2 separate regions of the Triticum aestivum genome follow, and region 2 is linked to region 1. A link is a contact called in public Hi-C data. All regions are on one chromosome and are shown on one strand. Each heading gives the region's core, a stretch centred on a gene start, on an enhancer-like site or on the middle of the called end of the contact. The rest is flanking DNA. Distances are from core to core; before and after follow the strand shown. Region 1 holds the start of LOC123134164 (NAC domain-containing protein 13). Region 2 holds the start of LOC123134175 (protein trichome berefringence-like 7).

Region 1 (3,144 bases), core at 269-2,768:
GTTGTTATCTTTTTCGTTCCTGCAAAATGATACTCTCTTCTTGGTTGTGTTGGACGCATTAGGTGGGTGCAATGGTGGAGTTACGACAAGGCCATGTCATGTCCCACCTAAGGCTGGAGCCAAAAAAAGAAGATTAAGCCCGTAGCATTCCGAGCCTAGTCAGCCTCGCACGCCCATAATCGACACCGATACAGAGCAATACTACACCCATCCGCCTCACATGCGTAGCACTCCTTCATGGGAAAACGCATGTAGCGGAGGAGCTCAGGAGCAGACACCGGTCGCTTCAGCATAGCACAACACAACACATAATGGAAAAAGCGTGCTCTCTGGCCGACCCAACCTTTTCGTTGTAGCTCCATCACTGGTTGTGTGCATCGTGCTATATGAAGGCCAGACATTCGCTGGTTGTGTGCATCATTCTGTGTGGAGGCCGAACATTCGCTCAGTGCGATTATGTCACCTCAATATATCTTTTTTCTTTCTGAGAATGTCACCTTGATATATCTTACATTGCTCTCATCTTTTATGATCAACTGGTGTCAAAGGGCAAGAGAAGAAGGTGAAACGAGACTATCGATGAAAAGTAGGACAACTTTTGACTAAAGGAAGAGGAGTACTACTATTGTAGGAGAAAGAAAAATAAAGAGAAGACGCAGGCGGCAAGGAGGTGGTGGATGTCCTCAAAGTCTTAGCTACATAGGACACAGCGAGGAGGGTGAGCCAATACCCGCTTGGCTAATCTCTCCGGCGTCCAACATCGGTCTTGCTTGGCGAGTCACACAAACATTTTGACATTGGTCGGGGCCCAGCCCTTCCATGTCAGCGTCCAGTACTACTATTGTAGGAGAAAGAAAAATAAAGAGTAAGACACCAATCGTGGTCAAACTTCGTACAATGCAGAATGTAATCTTGCCGAAGAATGAGTAGTACCCAAAGGAGAAAGGACATGTTCACAGGGCCGTGTGAATATGTTTGTTCGTGGAATCACGGTGGACCGACCGAGCGGCCAGACCAAAAAAGGAACACAATCCTCAAAAGGAATTAACCAGAGAGGAGAACCTCAACAACAGTCGAATGTTCCTGAACGAAAAGGGCGAGCACCCTTGCTTGTGTGGCGTCGGATGATGCTCGGTCTGACACGATAACGACCCCGGAACATCTCAAACTCGCGTCGTGCTGCTGGCCTTTCTCCCCAAGAGTCCAACGACCCAACGTGTCACGGCAGGCACGTCCCGAGCGGTGTGGCCCCACTCATCAGCAACGTGCGGCTCCGTGACACGACAGAGAAACCAAACAACAGAAATCGCATCGTAACTACCGAAGCATGGAAGTAATTACGCATTTAACCCCGCCATCCCCAAATATTCTCACCCTTTCCCTCTTAAAAAAAACTCACAGCCAATAGAGAAGCAGGTCAAACGCCCGGGCTGGACTTTCGGGCCAGGAAATATTTGGCAATCCTCGCGTGCAGCGGAAGTTTCCGCGAAGCGCACGACGAGTGCAGGGGATTAAAAAATACGCTCCCGGACCGGCGGGCCCAGGCAGTCAGTGTCCCGGCCCAGCACCACGCCCCCGGCGTTTTTCGGTATAAAAGAGCCCCGCACCCCGCAACGCGAGATTGCTTCCCCCCAAACCTCACCTCATCTCCTCCACCATTGACCAGACGGCGGCGCTCACCTCCTCCCCCTCGGCCTCCCCCATCGTCCTGCTGGCTTCCCCGGTTCTTTCTCGTAAGCGCCCCTCCCGATCTCCCCCCAACCCCCTCGATCGATCGACCGCGTTTGTAGTTTCTGCGAAATCCGGGTAGATCGGGGCCGATTAGCGCGCGGTCGTTAGTCGTGGTTCGTGTCGATCCGATGGTCAAATCGGGCGATCTGCGTCCGATCCGTCGATTCCGCGGTGGTTGTTAACGCAATCGCCGCACGGATTGGTCTGGTCTTCCGTCGGTCGAAGCTTCCGGCCGATTAGGGTTTGTCGTCGATCGATCGGTCGATCTACGCGCTGATTTGGGGTTATGCGACTGGATATTGTAGCAGCTTCGCGAAAGTTTTAGATTTGGTCGGGAATTACATTGTTCGGCGTTTATTTAGGTTCGATTCCTTTGAGTGCCTTGTGATGGATTGGTGGATTCCCTTAGATCGTTGACCTAATGGTCCGGAACTGTTCCAAGGCAGTGTTTTCCAGGAGACTTCCCGAAGTTTTTTCGTTTGTGGGAACTTTTGTTTGATTACTAATATCATCTGTACCTACGAATTATCATAAATTCAAGTGATTTGCTCCACAAAGCCTGTAAGTTATGATTAGATGGTAGGTTAGATGCATCTACCTGCTAATGTGCTTATTATATATTTTTATTTCTGTTGCACTAATGTGGTTTGGGTTAAGGTTGATATTTTGGGCTATGTTATCTTGGTGAAAATATATTAGGTGCTCACAGTAGCTTGATATTTGGTTATCTAACTGCAGTGCTGTATTAAGTCATGTATGATCCTTTTTGCAGTTTTCCTTTTGTTGAAAGATCCTGTAGTTTTTTCTTGAGTTACATCAGAGCTTATGAAATATACTAAAATTCTCTCTATTTCCTCCTCAAAGCCACGTTGTAGGTTAGATTCATTCACCTTGTTAATGTGGTATTTCACTGTGAGCTGTGAACAACGTAAAATTCACTTCCTATATATGCAATCTTTTCTTTGCTTCCTAGGACTTTAGTTATTTGGATGGGAAGATTCACCTTGTTTATCTGGATAAAACATAGAACAATACGTATTCTGTATATTCTTCTGCTGTTTAAGTTTTTCCCTTCTGATGATGATTACTAATGTCTTGCAGGTTTTTGATCTTAGTCACTCATGTCTTTTGAAGTCAGCGAGGGATCCCCTTATTTCCTCTCGTGCTACTTCTGGTTCATATATTGCATAAAATTCCGGGACTTCACTTGATACAAGTGGATCATCTGGAGTTTTGTGTGAATACTTCCTATCATGTGAATCAGTGGTAGTTGGTTTAATTGGCAAGACTCAAACTTCTCATCTGAGTTCAGAAACATTTGTTGCTTGAGTCTTTGGTGGACTGCTTTCCTTGAGTCTTGCCAAGCCTGGTTTCCCATCAGTTGTTTCTCCTCCAGCTTTCGGTTGGACCATT
Region 2 (3,144 bases), core at 465-2,964, 390 kb before region 1:
TCCTCTCATTTCCATGTATACATTTGATTTGAGGTGCATAGAAGCAAGAGCTGAGTTAGGCTCAAGCTAGCGGTTGTTGTGTTGTTCTCGCTGTACTTAATTTTTTAAGTTGATATCAGAAAGAAGTTGTACAAAATCCTATTAATCTGCTAAGTAAAAGTGAATTAAATGTGTTTCCTCTCAAATTTCATCTCATATGTTCAGGAATGCAGATACATATTTGTTTGCAACTTGATAGGAAAAAAAAACAGGTAGCCAAACACCCAGTTACCTAAAACAAACTTAACCAAATTCATAATCCACAGGGATGGCAAATGGATCCTTGGGATACAAATACTTAAAGTAGGAAACATCATTGAAATGGAGTTTGTATTACCTATTCATACTGTTTTTGTGCCCAATTCAACTAATTACATATACACACGCATTAAATACGATTTTAGTGAAATATGAGAAGATGAACAAGATACTTATACAGTACTGAAAACACACATTTATCATGGTTAGAATTAGAACTAAACGAGCATAGCAAAACAGAGCAAGAAATCTTACGTATTAAACAATTTGGTGGGAGTCCACCAGTGCCCGGTGTTGAAAATCAGAACGTCGGCGTTCACCCATTTCCGACTGATATTATCCATCTTGTCCAGCCTCAGGGTCGATTTGACCCTCTTGGGCGCATGCCTGGGCGCAGGGCGCTGCTCGACAAGGAACACGGACCGGAAGAATTCCACAGTGAGGTCGAATGACGCGAACCGCACCCCGAGGAACCGTATGGTCTTGCTGATCTCGTTCCCGTTCACCTCGTAGACGGTCTTGGGATCCTCCACCCCGGGCATGAGCATGCAGATGAAGGACTCCCACTGCGTGCGGCTCATGGAGTCACCGACGAAGACGACACGCTTCCCCCTGAGCCGCTCGAGCGCGGCGCCGGCGGTGAACCTCGGCACGTCGCAGCGGCGCGGCCTCCACCGCCATTTGAGGTAGCCGGTGTCCTCCCTGCCGTTGGCCAGGCAGTTGAACCCCTTCTCCGCGAACGGGCACTCGGAGCTGTTGTAGAGCGGGTAGGTCGCGTCGGGGACCCAGTTGCCGTCGAACACGTCGCACGCCCCGAGGTCCTCCCCGACGAACCCGGCGACGGCCTGCCCCCGCCCCAGGTAGCGGAGGACGTAGAGGTAGAGCGCGCAGGAGAGCGCGAGCGCCACGGAGGCGACGCAGAAGGCGAGGGCGACTCGCTCCAGCGACGGGCCCGAGGCCCCCCACCACCTGCGCTGCGCCGCCGCCGCCGCGGACACCCGCGGGCTCCCGGGCAGGGCGCCGCCGCCGCCCTGCCGAGCGACGCGACCCGAGCCGCTCCGGCTAGTGCTGGCGCTCACCATCTCCCGCCCGCCGCCAGATCTCCCATCCCTTGACCCGCCAAATCGGCCCGCCCCGCCGGAGTGGAACCGCGCGGAGACCAGACCACGCCACGTCACAACCGCCCTGGGGGGGAGACGTCTCCGCGCGCGTGGTGGCGGTGGCGGTGGCGCGGTGGCGCGAGTTGACTCGCAAACTCTGTATAAACCTCACGGCGGGGCGGGGGGGTCCCGGGCACGGCGAGGGGGAGGCGGTTGCTGGCTCGGGCGGCGGGTAGGGAGGGCGGGTGCGATCTGCGGCTGCTGTCACTGACGTGTGGGGTTTGGAGTTTGGGTGGCCCGCGTGGCCGGGACCCGGGAGCGAAGTGGAGATGCGGGGGGCACGTTTTTTTTTTTTGAGGGGGGCACGTTGGTGGCGCGCTGCTGTGTACGGGTTACGGGGGGGCGCAGAAGGCTTCTGTGACTGGCCGATCTGCGCTCGTACGTGGCGGTGGTACTCTTTTTGTTGCGGGAAGAATACTCGAACGGACAGCTTGCCCACCTGATGTGAACCTTTTTGGTGCTCCGATTATCATTCGTCCATTCTATTTTTCTGCTCTATCTACAGATTTGATCGGCAGGTACGGACAACCACCGAGTGACGAGAGAGGCATATAAGAAAAGAGAATGGAGACTACCAGACTGTGATACTTCAAAGGATTCTCCGTGGCAGACAGCAGCAAACATCTGAGATGTGTTTCCTCGCTGGATGGATAAAATATTTTAATGTTGTCAAGTAGGACTTCGGTTGCGCCTGCATACTGGCAGTGCATTGCTGGCTGCCTTTTTGTTCACATGTTTTTTTCTTCAGGGTAAAGAGATTTTATTTATTTCATGAGATCACAGTTTTACAGTCGAGACGCCACACAACCTCGATACAAGGGGGGACCGAGTGTAACCACGTATTAGTGCTACTCTCGATGTCGCTATAGTTGGTCAATCGATGTTTAACTCTATCTTGACCGGTGAATTTTCTGTGGAATAAACTCCCTTCCTCACATCAAGTCTTTAATCTCCAGAGGTGTCCATATGCTGAGCAATTCAGTCCATCACTTGATAATATAGATAGCGCTTCAGAGAAATCCGACCGGACAACGACTGAGAGTGTCAGCCATCCCTTGCATGAGAGCACGAACTTCTACCTCCAAAGAATCATTGCAACGGAAGATAAAGCGATAAGCGGCACAAATGACACTCCCAGCACTGTCTCTGAGAACCATACATGTAGCTGATGAACCACCTGACTCCATGAAGGAGCCAGAGAGAGAGAGAGAGAGAGAGAGAGAGAGAGAGAGAGAGAGAGAGAGAGAGAGAGAGCACCATATCCGCCCGGCATGGGCGGCCACGGCGGTTCAAGCACACAAGTCTTCTCCTCAGGAGCCACTATCTCGCCGGGCGCTAGCATTTTATACCTTTAATGACCTCCTTCAGAGAAAAATGATGCGCCAACTTAACGGCATTTAGTAATTGTCAGGGAATTCTGCTTTTGTATCAATGGGAGGTACTTCCTTGTCATGTGTTTGGATTTTATATAGTTGCCAACAACGTCAGGCATGCATAATAACCATGTCGCAACCATCATCAGCCATTCCTTCTCGGTATTCAACAATTGATCATCACTTGGTAGTGGCCGTCTAAATTTCATGTTCACCCAAGTATTTCTAGCATGATTACATGTGATGAAGGCATGAAATGTCCCTTCCTCCTCCATGCCACATAGAGGACATGTTCCTCATTTGGACATGTGTCG

The links. Hi-C and Micro-C count contacts between places; a contact is called where the count stands out from the background.
Region 2: a contact with region 1 is called in a Hi-C map of leaf, with 3 times the contacts expected there. The contact joins the promoter of LOC123134175 here to the promoter of LOC123134164 in region 1. A contact is called at or near these places in 1 of 5 Hi-C or Micro-C datasets (leaf) and 1 of 1 datasets of contacts at active chromatin or transcription factors (leaf).

Annotation. Positions count from the first base shown.
Region 1 is chr1B:491,046,283-491,049,426 of IWGSC CS RefSeq v2.1, reverse strand. LOC123134164 (NAC domain-containing protein 13) reads left to right here and starts at 1,518. Exons shown (of 5, transcript XM_044553473.1): 1 at 1,518-1,733; 2 at 2,833-3,144.
Region 2 is chr1B:491,435,591-491,438,734 of IWGSC CS RefSeq v2.1, reverse strand. LOC123134175 (protein trichome berefringence-like 7) reads right to left here and starts at 1,714. Exons shown (of 4, transcript XM_044553478.1): 1 at 553-1,714. The coding sequence starts at 1,379.